Regions from separate parts of the Mus musculus genome. Here region 2 is linked to region 1. The links are chromatin contacts, called in public Micro-C maps. All regions are on one chromosome and are shown on one strand. The core of a region is the stretch at or near the end of the contact, and the rest is flanking DNA. Distances in the headings are between cores, read along the strand shown. Region 1 has its middle 15 kb from the start of 2310015A10Rik. Region 2 has its middle 17 kb from the start of Gm23298.

What was found. Hi-C and Micro-C count contacts between places; a contact is called where the count stands out from the background.
Region 2: a contact with region 1 is called in a Micro-C map of the G1E-ER4 cell line, with 4 times the contacts expected there. The contact joins two enhancer-like sites. A contact is called at or near these places in 12 of 484 Hi-C or Micro-C datasets (the Ba/F3 cell line, the G1E-ER4 cell line, bone marrow-derived macrophages and 8 more) and 1 of 115 datasets of contacts at active chromatin or transcription factors (microglia).

What each region holds. Positions count from the first base shown.
Region 1 is chr12:80,145,136-80,151,097 of GRCm38.p6, forward strand. No RefSeq gene overlaps it. Among named protein-coding and RNA genes, the nearest start is that of 2310015A10Rik, 15 kb to the left of the region's middle. Within about 2 kb of position 1,581, at least 44 of the 459 cell types and tissues checked have an H3K27ac peak or open chromatin away from gene starts, as enhancers often do. A contact at or near this core is called in the G1E-ER4 cell line and bone marrow-derived macrophages, where this site is marked.
Region 2 is chr12:80,891,593-80,897,249 of GRCm38.p6, forward strand. No RefSeq gene overlaps it. Among named protein-coding and RNA genes, the nearest start is that of Gm23298, 17 kb to the right of the region's middle. Within about 2 kb of position 3,824, at least 32 of the 459 cell types and tissues checked have an H3K27ac peak or open chromatin away from gene starts, as enhancers often do. A contact at or near this core is called in the G1E-ER4 cell line and bone marrow-derived macrophages, where this site is marked.

The DNA of each region.
Region 1 (5,962 bases), core at 331-2,830:
ATAAATTAATTTTAAAAAGAAACAGAGGATACTACTGCTATAAATACAACTATAAACACTTTTTAAATGCCTCGTATCTTTAATGATGCACTGGAATAAATTGATAGTAAATAAGAGAAAAGGCAAATAAATTTGTTACATGTAGAAATTCAGTCACGTGACACACTTACCTACACCCCAACATGGTTCTTAAGTGTATTACACACCTCATTTCTATAGAGGAGGACAAAAACGAGGACATAGACAATTTTATAAATGAGTATAGGGGAATTCAAAGGCCTGGGACAAAGACAGTTTGGCTAACAAAACAGAGGGCCATTTATAAATGCTTGTCTTTGGAATGGGACCAAGTGAAAGACAAATGTGTGTGACAGCAGTCTGTGGAGGTATTGAGACCGCCTTTTGCAATCGGTATAGTTAATGGAAAATCAGAGAAAGGACTTTGCGTAATTGTTTTCTCCCCCAGCAGTCCAGAATCCAATCGGACAAAGAGAAAAGAGAGAAAAGCCTCTCCCAGCATCCTCTGCGCTCAGAGTTCCTTCCTTTTAGAAGAATAAGCACTCTGGGGTGCCACACGTTGAGGTGACCATTCCTGGATTCCCTCGCTACATTAAAAACAACAGCAATGTCAAGAGCCGAGCTTTTACAATCTAAGGAACTAGAAAGAGAATTCTACATTAAGCCCAAAGCAGAAGGAAGGAAATAATGAAGTTTGGTGCAGGGGGTGAATGAAATGGAGAATAGGAAAAAAGAGTTGGGAGAAAGAATGAGAAGAGGAGGGGGAGGAGGGAGAGAGGAAGGAAGGGAAGAAGAGTGGGAGGGAGAGAGAGAGCGAGCCTGAGGGAAGGAGAGGGCTGAAGAGATTAATCCACTGTTGAGGGCACCTGATGCTCCTTCAGCGGACCCAGGCTCAGTGAGCAGCAGCTGATGAGGCTCACAACCATCCTTAACTCCAGTCTACTGCCAGGGGTTAGCTTCAGCCCACCCTGAGCAATCCTATACCCATTTGGACTCTATCAACCTCTATCCTAAAATCATAGCTCTACAAGTAGAGACTCGGCCTCCTCGGACCTGAGGCATGGCTCAGGCCAAGCCCGGAGCTCTTCTCTGAGGTTCCCAGACCTTCCCTGGAAGCCCCAAACCCCTTCCTCCCTCCCACAAGCTCCTTTGGTGGTTTCTCTCCACCTCCAAGATGGCTCTTGGGAGGATATTTTATTTTCCCAGACAAGCTCAGCAAGGCAACTTCTCCTCCTAAGAGGTTAACCTAATTGCTTTTCCCAGAAGAAAACCCTCAGAGGTTTCCCTTGTGGTGGAATAGGAGGTTTGAAAATTATATGTTCAGAGCCCCGTCCTGGTTACTATATTCGGTTCCTTTTCCCAGATGGTGGAATGAGAGAGAGAGAGAGAGAGAGAGAGAGAGAGAGAGAGAGAGAGAGAGAGAGAGAGAGAGAGAGAGAAAACGAACAGGCGCCATCTGCTGGCCCACAACGGAACTCCGGGAGAAGACGAGGTTCATCGGTGCCATTGAAAGTCAGGCGCACAGCACGCTCAACACGCACAGTCCTCTGTTGGCTAAGAAGCTGGGCCACAGGTCAAGGGTTCAGCCCGCTGCTCATTTTTAATGTTTCTCACTTTCAAAGCCTGGTGACAAGTGTGGTATTCAGTACATTGGCTTTCACAAACATAAAATATGTGGTTTCCAGGGGTGGAGAGCCAGAGAGGCTTACAAACATTAGGTAAGAATAATGTACAGTATTTGCATACACATATCTGGGATCACGTGATACCTCAGAGTACCTCATCTGGGCCTACTTGAACTATAGGAGTCTGACGGGGCTCAGAGGCGTGGACGGCTTCTCTCTGCCCGTCCTGTGCAGTCCCTGTCCTTTCCACTTCCCTAACGATTCCAAGATTCCTCTTGCTTTGGAAAGCAAGCCATAAATTCTGGAAACTTCACTATCTCCCCTCTCCCTGGAAGACACCAGCCCCAAGGGAGCAGAGATGTTGCACAGACACGCAGCAGCATCTGGACAGGAAGGCCTTGCTGGCCTGTTGTCTATCACGGTCAGGTCATGACCTTTTACCCAGGCACAATTCTGTACCACTGCCCATCCTTCACTGACCCAAGGCATAAAGATACATTGTTTCCCCTGGGTCGTTATATAACTTTGATCAAGTCGCTATGTTATGCCTTTCTCTTGTTAACTCTTCTTTTGTAATGGAGTACTGGTCATGGTCCTTATGATGGGTGAGAAGCAATATTTGTCATGTCTCTGTCACTGTCTCTGTCTGTCTCTCTGTCTGTTTCTCTGTCTCTGTCTCTGTCTCTGTCTCTCTCTCTCTTGTGTGTGTGTGTGTGTGTGTGTGTGTGTGTGTGTGTGTGTGTGTCTGGTATGTCTGTCTCTCTGTCTCTGTCAGTCTTTCTCTCTCTGGGGAGACAGAGACAGAGTGGGGGAGTAGAGACTTGTTAGAGAGGACATAGAGGCCAAGCCTGGCCTGAAGACTCATCAGCCCTCGCTGGGAAGGTGGTGCTTGGTCAACCTGACTCCTCACTCATAACACAGCTGCCTGCCCACTCCCAGGCCCCGATGGACAGAGCTCGCTCCACAGGCTACATACAACAGGGCTCACGGGAGGATGAGGGACAGCAGAGCTGGTGTGTATACCTCATCTTCTAAGAGCAGAGGGCCTGTGGCTGAGGCCCTCGGCCCTCTGCTGTAGCTCAGTTCTGCTCTGACTGAGTCTCCCAGAGGACTCAGGGAAGGACGAAGTGGCTGCCCTGGCCCGGGAAGACTTGCTTGATCACACCTGCCCTAGCACATGTGAGGAGAGAAAGCAGCACCACTCAAGCAAGGTCTTTGTCAAATGCAAACCACCAGGGGCAGCCCCACTGCAAAGGAGCGGAGGTGAGTACAGGCTCAGACAAGTACAGAGAAGCAGTGTGAGGCTGCCCCGGGGCCTGGCACAGTTAGTGCCAGCTGCTAGAGTAGCAGGAAAGTTAGTGGATTGCAAGGGGCTTGGGGCCAGCCTTTCGCAATGCGGTAAGACCTTTGTTGTCTCAAAAATAAAATGAAGGGGCTGGAGAGATGGCTCAGTGGTTAAGAGCACTGGCTGCTCTTCCAGAAGTCCCGAGTTCAACTCCCAGCAACCACATGGTGGCAAACAACCATCTGTAATGGGATCTGATGCCCTCTTCTGTAGTTCAGGCATATATGCAGAGAGAACACTGTAGCATAATAAATAAATAAATCTCTTAAGAAGTAAATAAAATGAAGGCTCAGTTGGAAGAGTGGCTGCCTGTCATGTATGAAGTTCTGGATTCGATTCCCAGTACCACATAAACTAGGCATGTTGGCTCCTATTTACAATTCCAGCACTTGGGTAGTAGAGGCAGGAGGATCAGAAGTTCAAAGACCAGCATGGACCATGTGTCAAAAAATAAAATAAGAGACTGCAGCAAACCCCACCATTTTTTTTTCATCTTATGAGAGAACAGAGAGAGGAGGCATCCATGAATCTAAGCCTCTCAGTGAGAGAACCTACCAGCCCCTCTCTAAGAAATTTCAGCAGCTGTGGTAAGACAGTGTGACCAAAAGCAACTTGGTGGGGAAAGAGTTTATGTTCGGTCACACTCTAACTGTCACAGAGGGGAGTCAGGACAGGAACTCGATGAGGCAGGAACCTGGAGGCCGGAAGTGAAGCAGAGACCATGGAGGGGTGCTGCTTACGGGTTTGCTTTCCATGGCTTGCTCAGCCTGCTCTCTATACCATCCAGGGCAACATGTCCAGAGGTGGCACCACTCCCAATGGACCTCCCACATCAATAACTAATCAAGATAATACCTCACAGACTTGCCTACAGACCAAGGAGTCATTTTTCTAAGATCCCCTCTTCCTAAATTATCCAGGTTTGTGTCAAGCTGACTTGACCGACAAGCATGGGGCTGTCCCTGGGCCTTGAACCAGGCTTCATCTTGGATGTCAGCCTTTAGCATTGTGAGCAATATGCTTCTGTTGTTTGTAAGCCAACCAGGCAGGGGTGCTATGTTACAGCACCGGGAATGGCTTCTTACCATGCAGCTAAGCAGTTTCCAGCAAGCCCTGGTTCTTGCCTGTGGCCCACCCGTCCTTGGAGCAGCTCAGTAACTTGGCCTCCAGGTAGGTTCCACCTCCCACCCTCCCCAGATCTGAATTCCTGCTGCTTTCCCAGGCCCATGGGGGTCTTGACTGGGCAGCCTGTTCCTCTACCCACCCCAGGCCCTGTGTAAAGAAAGAGGTCTGACCAAATTCTTCCCAAGGTGGCAGTTTGAGGAAAGACACTAATTACAAGTTCTCTGTCAAACTGGCCCACACCATACCCAAGCCAGACCTCACACTTTCAAAACAGCAGTGACATAGCAGGGGACCTGGGAAGGTTTGTGTGGGTGCCAGCCCAGACCACAACAAACCAAACCAGAGTCACTGTTCTCAAAGAAACAGAGGGAGACTTCTTTTTCTTCCTCTGTGCCCAGTACCCTGTCCCCTAAGGACTTGATGCTCTGCACACAGCACTCCCTGGGCCCCAGACACTGACTCATATACTGCTTTGGGGTGTCTCACATAATTACTTCCCCCTGCTAGGCCTGGTGAACTCAGGGTTGGGGTCTGAAGTCATAGCTGGGAGGCTCCCTCCAAGCAGCCGTAAGAGCGTAGCATAGGGCTGGTGAGATGGCTCAGTGGGTAAGAGCACCCGACTGCTCTTCCGAGGGTCCAGAGTTCAAATCCCAGCAACCACATGGTGGCTCACAACCATCCGTAACGAGATCTGCCTCCCTCTTCTGGTGTTTCTGAAGACAGCTACAGTGTACTTACATATAATAATAAATAAATCTTTAAAAAAAAAAAAAAGAGCGTAGCATCACCTATTCAGGGTCTTCTCTGGGTCCTCGTGACTTTAGAGGTATGGATATTAATGGGGGTGGCTTTCCCGCTGCTGGGGGTATTTTGGTTTCCGCCAGCTTCAAATGCTCACACATCCAGTCTGCAACCTGGTGACCTTGGGGCCAGCAGCAGCATGGGTGGCTGCAGAGCATGGCCCTGAGTCCTAGAAGTCTTTGGTTGGCATCAACTCTGGCTCTCCAGCAAGCTCTGTGCTGTGACCCAGCTTGCTCTACCTACAGAGAAAATCCGGTTCACCCATGAGTCTATTACCTCAGCCTTCCTCAAATAGAACGGAATATCATGGAGACCTGTGTTCATCCCAGAGAGCCCACCAAGACTGGAGGGCTGTCTCTAGAGCAGAGGTTCCCAACCTTCCTAATACTCTGACCCTTTAATACAGTTCCTCATGTTGTGGTGACCCACCACCCCCCAACCTTAAAATTATTTTTGTTGTTACTTCATAACAGTTATTCTGTTACTGTTATGAACTGTAATGTAAATATCTTACATGCAGGATGTCTGATAAGTGATCCCCCAAAAGGGGTTGTAACCCACAGGTTGAGAGACACTGCTTTAAAGAAATGCGTTCTGGGGGAAAAAAAAAACAAACCTACCCTTGAATGTGGCTCCTTGACATTAAACAAAACAAACAACCAAACAATAAAACCCGGAAAGAACTTCTCTGACTCTCTGACCTACCCTCAGGGAAACCATGAAGCCCAGCCCACAGGCCTCGCTAAACCCCGCCTCCAGTGCATGACCAGCCAATCAGATCATTCACCCTTTAGCCCTCCAACCGGGATCCTGTGATTGTCCACAGAGCCGCAAAGCATTCCTTGTCTCTCTGGGTCTTCATTTTGTGGGGACTCCTGGGTCACGTGAGGTTTAACGTGAATTGTTACACTTTTCTCTTGCACACTTGTCTGCTACAGGAGTGGAAAGCAACTAGTCTGGTGATGGCTGACAAGAAACTACCGTCTCACCCCTACAAGATCAAAACTGCTTAAAAAACAACAACAAAACCAAAAAAAACCTAGTAGGT
Region 2 (5,657 bases), core at 2,574-5,073, 750 kb after region 1:
GTTCGAGGCCAGCCTGGTCTACAGAGTGAGTTCCAGGACAGAGAAACCCTGTCTCGAAAAACAAAACAAAACAAAACAAAACAAAACAAAAAGAAAGAAAATGATCACTGTGAGGCTAGAGACATGGCTCAGTGGTTAAAGAACACTTGCTGCTCTTTCAGAGGACCCAGGTTTGGTTCCCAGGACCCACATGCTGGCTCACCACCATCTGTAACTCCAGTTCCAGGGCATTCTAATGCCTTTTCCTGACTCCCCCCGCCCCCCCGAAGCACCAGACACACATGTGGTACACATCATATTAATTTACTAAATAAATAAAATGTTTTAAGCAGAAGGAAACAACTACCACATACCATTTAACTTGGAAGTTCGATGCTGGGCGTAATCCATCTGTGTTGCTCTAACGTAGTTTGTTACACTGGGTGGTTTACAAACCATAGACCGTTACTTCTCAATGTCTGGAGAATGGAAGGATCAAGGTCCTGCCTTTTCAATGTCTGCTGGAATCCTGGTCTCTATACCACTTGGTTCTTTCTCATAGACATTATAAAAGAGATAAACAAATCCTCAATAGCAGGAGAGATGGAAGGGCCCACAGGTTCCTAGCTAGTTCACCCCCACCCTTTTTTACAAGGACATTAGCACTAGCCCATGACCTGTTCACTCCCCACAGGCCCCACTTTTTATCTCCACCTTAGGGTTACGTTCCAACATATGACTTTTGGAGGGACATACTCAATCTTCCACTTCGGAGATCTTTTTCTGCAGATGTCCTTGCTCATTTTTATCTACATTATGTATTACAACTATTTAATAAAGTAAAAATGTGAACACAACGCCAGGAGTTATCAGCCTGGCTAGTTAAATACATCTAATATATCCAAATAGACAATGAATACTGGAAAACAAAACAAAACAAAACAAAAACAACAACAAAAAACCCTCAAAACTAAAATTACTTAAGGGGCAATCTACAGAACATATTGTGGTCTGAGAAAGACCAGGTGCCTAATGGAGCACATGGCAATGGAGGAGGGGGCCCCCTGGGAAGACCAGCAGTCTCAACTGACCTGGACCCTGGAGATCTCTCAGACACTGAGCCACCAACAGGTAACATACAACAGCTGATATGAGGCCCCCAACACAGATACAGCAGAGCACTGCCCGTTCTGGCCTCAGTGAGAGCTGCACCTAACCCTCAAGAGACTTGAGGCCCCAGGGAGTGGGGAGGCCTGGGGGTGGGTGGGGGTGGGTCATGGGGACATTCTCTTGGAGATGGTGTAGGGAGGGTGGGAGGAGGGGGAGGGTTATGAGAAGGGGAGCGGTTGGGGCACAGACCGGGAAGGGGATGAAGTCTGGACTGTGAAAAAAGATTAAAGAATAAAATTGAAAAGAGAGAGAGGGAGGGAGGGGGGGGAATGTACTGGGGGAAGGGACTTTGGGAGGGGGGACCTGTAGAGGGGACAGCAATTGGGATGTAAAGTGAGTAAAGAAAAAGAAAAAAAGAGCAAGAATGTATCAGTATGCGTGTTTTTCTGTATACAGAGAACTCCTAGAGGCAAATGTACCTGTATTTACAATGCGAGGAGCACTGAGCTCCTCTGAGGACCAGTGCTGGAGGCTGATGGAGTGATACGGGAGGAGAACCATACGGGAGGAGAACCGTCTTCTAATCTGGACCCTTTAAAATTGTTTTTTTTTTTTTTTTTTTTTAAATTACGGGTCTGGGTGTGGGTATGTGCACTTGAGTGCAGGTGCCCAAAGAGGCTAGAGACAGCAGACAGACATCCTGGAGCTGGAGTTATTGGCAGTTGTGAGCTACCTGGTGTGGGTGCAGGGAGCTGAACTTGGATCTCCTGATATATGTATCTATCTATCAGGCTCGAGATTCCTGGATGACTATATGAGGAGACAAAGACACACGGATGAAAGGGCCAAAAGGATTCCATCTCCAAGGCAAGAGGAAACAGCAGATACAGCTTGGCAGTGAACTAAGCATTCATTCTGAGGTCCGTGCAGAGGGCCAGAGCGTGAGGGGCTCAGGCTGTGACCAGGGCTCAGAAAAAGGCTCACTACATTCGTTCCTAGTAGATGACAAAAGCTTGTTTTCAGGTGACATAGAGGTGATTGGCTTTGTACAGGGAGGGTGTAAGGAATTCAGAGGGTCAGGGACAATCTGCTTGTGAGGGCGGAACAGGGGCAGAACCCACCTCCTCTGTCTCTCCCCATGGAACCCAGCATTTTACGAGGTCTGATGCAAGCTTACTACATATTTACATTCCTGGGATGGAGAGTCACGATATTCCTGGAAACACACACACACTTGGGTCCTCCTTGGGCCATCTCTGACGCACGGTAATTACCAGATATGTTATTACCAAGAGAATAGAGAGCACATGCTCTGCGCAAACTCTGTGGGGCGTGAAGACACCAGAAGGGAACGAGAGCCACACAGCCGGGGCTTGAGAACTGGGTGGTCAGCCCACTCAGTCCTTGAGGGGATGACGGTTTTACAGGCATGAACTAGATGAGGAGAACGCGGAGCAGGGTGTGCAGGCTGGATGATCGTGTGCTACTGGTGAGCTCTAGAGTCGATGAGTGCGTCATGACCACACAGAAGAATGTCTTCACTTAAAAAAAAAATTTAATGTGTATGAACACACTGTAGCTGTTTTCAGACACACCAGAAGAGGGCGCCAGATCACATTACAAATGGTTGTGAGCCTCCATGTGATTGCTGGGAATTGAACTCAGGACCCCTGGAAGAGCACTCAGTGCTCTGAACAGCTGAGCCATCTCTCCAGACTACGTGTTCACTTTTAAGAAGCGTGTAACAATATCTGGAGGGGGGCAGGAAGCTTTCTGTAAGTGTATAATTTCATTTATTTATTTATTTATTTATTTATTTATTTGCATGTTTGTTTTCTGAGACAGGGTTTCTCTGTGTGGCCCTGGCTGTCCTGGAACTCACTCTCTAGACCTGACCCCAGAACCCACATAGTGGAAGAAGAGAAATGACTTTTGTGAGATGTCTGACCTCCACACATGTGGGCACGTGCACAATAGTTTTTAAAAGAAATATTTTTTTTGTGGGAGAGTACAAGCTGCTCTTCCAAAGAACCCAGGTTCAATTCCCAGCACACATATGGCGGCTCACAATTACCTGTAACTCCAGTTCCAAGGACACCAGATGCCCTTTTCTGGCCTCTGTAGCGTAAGCAGGCTCGTGGTACACAGAGGTACATGAAAACAAGACACACACACACACATGCACACACACACACACACACACTAAATGTAAAAAGAATATGTTTTTAAAAAGATCCACAACTCTGGAGTAAATTCTCTGAGACTGAGAGGACAGAAGGACTAAGAATTCCCACCTGGATTTCGGCTTGTGACTCAGCCAAAGGATGCTGTCAAGGTGGCATTTGAAAATACTAAGTTCTGCCTAAACTCCCCTGGCAAAGCATTTCTGCATCCTCTGCATCCTCAGGCCTTGTGGCCCGCCGCCTCCTTGCACGGCAGGCAACCTTTCGCCAGCCTGGGAGGCCATAGGTCCCTGAACATAGGTCTCTCTTAAGAGCTGAGGCTGTACAGTTGTAAAGCGGGAGCCCGGGTTGACAGGGCAGTTTTGAAAGGAGAGAAACCACTTTCGGCTCCCCGACAGGACAAACACCCTTTTCTCTGAAAAGAGCTTACAGAAACGAGTATCCAATCACCAGCTTGGATTTAGGATCCCAGCAAGTCACACTGCACTGCACCAGAAACCAAACCTTTAGCCAGCCCAAGAGGTGGCGCTGGCACAGCCTTCTAGCGCCTTCTAGCGTCGGCGAAGGAGACGGCCTCCTCCAGGTCTGAGAGGACGAGATCTATCCTGAACTTTAGGCAGCTGTAGCCTGAGAATGGAAACGAGAGTTAGGAGTCCTAGATAAATAGTTTTCTAGAGCGGCCTTAGAACTCATCAGTACAGGGGACAATTTAATATTACAGGATTGTATTGTCTCGGTTCTGAAAGACAGATGCCCAAAATCAAGGTGTTGAAAAAGTTCCTGATGTGTCTTGAAGGCTCAAAAATCTGTTCTTCCTTCTTTTTAGATTCTGGTGATTCTTGGCCTTGCTGTTCTCATACCTGCTCCACTCCAGTTCCTCCCCGATCTTCTCACAGTGCGATGCTCTTCTTGTAAGGTCTCCAAGTGCCATACCAGGGTCCCCCTGAGCTGATACATTCTCACTGTGGCTTGCTAACATCTGCAGAGACCCTACTTCAAATTAAAGCCACATTCACAGGGACCAGGGTTGAGGAGGTATTCGAACATAGTCCATCTATCACAGATACAGTTGTTTCAACAGATATTCCTCCAACATCGGCTAAAGGCCAGGGCGGGGTGAGGGCTAGGCACACCGGACCACTTTGTACATTCTTGGTTCTCAAGTGTGCATCTTGTGACCTGTGTCTTCCTCTGCTACCCTTGTCTCTTCTGGGCCTGACAGGGTCCCAGGGACTGTGGGTATTTCATTGGCTGTGGATGAAAGGCAGCAGGGAGGGCAAGAGAGAGTAATGAAGGTTGTGAGGACAAAGAAAAGGCAGAGAACACAGGAAGGGGTGCGGAATAGTTGGGCAGAAGGGTAAACCAGGATGGGGATGAAGAGGAAGATGAAGGCCAGGCTGCATGGACCTTGGAGACTAAGTAAGTAGGAGACTACCACACAAGGCTTTATTGCATCCTCTAGGTGCCATAATTACCAGGGGTCAGGCAGAGAACTTTGAAACCAAGGTCTACATCCTAGATTAAAGTTATTAACATATCTAGAGCTTCCAGGTCACCTGGAGGCTCCCGGCAGGTGCACCTCTGGAGAAGGCCAGGGAGCTCCACTCGCTCCCAAATGCCTTCTTCTGTGTCCAGCAAACATGAATCCCTGCCAGTGCTTTGGTGCTCTGACTCACAACCATCTGTAAGTGCAGTTCCAGTGAATCCTGACGCCCTCTTCTGACCTCTGAGGGCACCAGGTGCACATGTGGTGCACAAGCATTCATACAGGCAAACACCGTGCACATAAAGTAAAATAGATAAATCTTTACAAAATAAAAAATACCCAGTCCCAGAACTGCTAACTTGCTGACAGCATTAGTCCAGAATAAAACCACATCTCTATACACTCCACCCAGACCCTTAGCACAACCAAGTTTATAATTGCCTTATAGCATCCTCTGGCTGAAGTGGCAATCCTCCTGGGGCAAAAAGTCCTTAGACACCCAACCTGCATGCCTGACTGTGGGCATCTATAGAGTGAAGGATGTTTCTTTTCGTCTCTAGATTTCTGAAAATTCTTAATGATGAACGGTATTTCAATTATCAAATGCTTTTTTTCTGCAATGGTTAAAATGTGTTTTCTTTAATATGTTAATGTAAAGCCCCGTTTTGTATTCCAATAGAGTTTCTTGCTGTGAAACCATCCCTTAGAGTCCTGCTAAATCTGCTTGGCTGTGATAACTCACACCTAGATGTGCATTCTAAAATACAGTGCTGTGTCTTAGTTATCCCTCTATGTTGGTAAGTGAAAATACCTGTGATTTTCTTGTTCCTGTCCTTGCTTGACCTCCAAGTAATAGCCTCAGAAAATGAAGTGAGGGAGGGGCTCCCATTTCTAGTTTT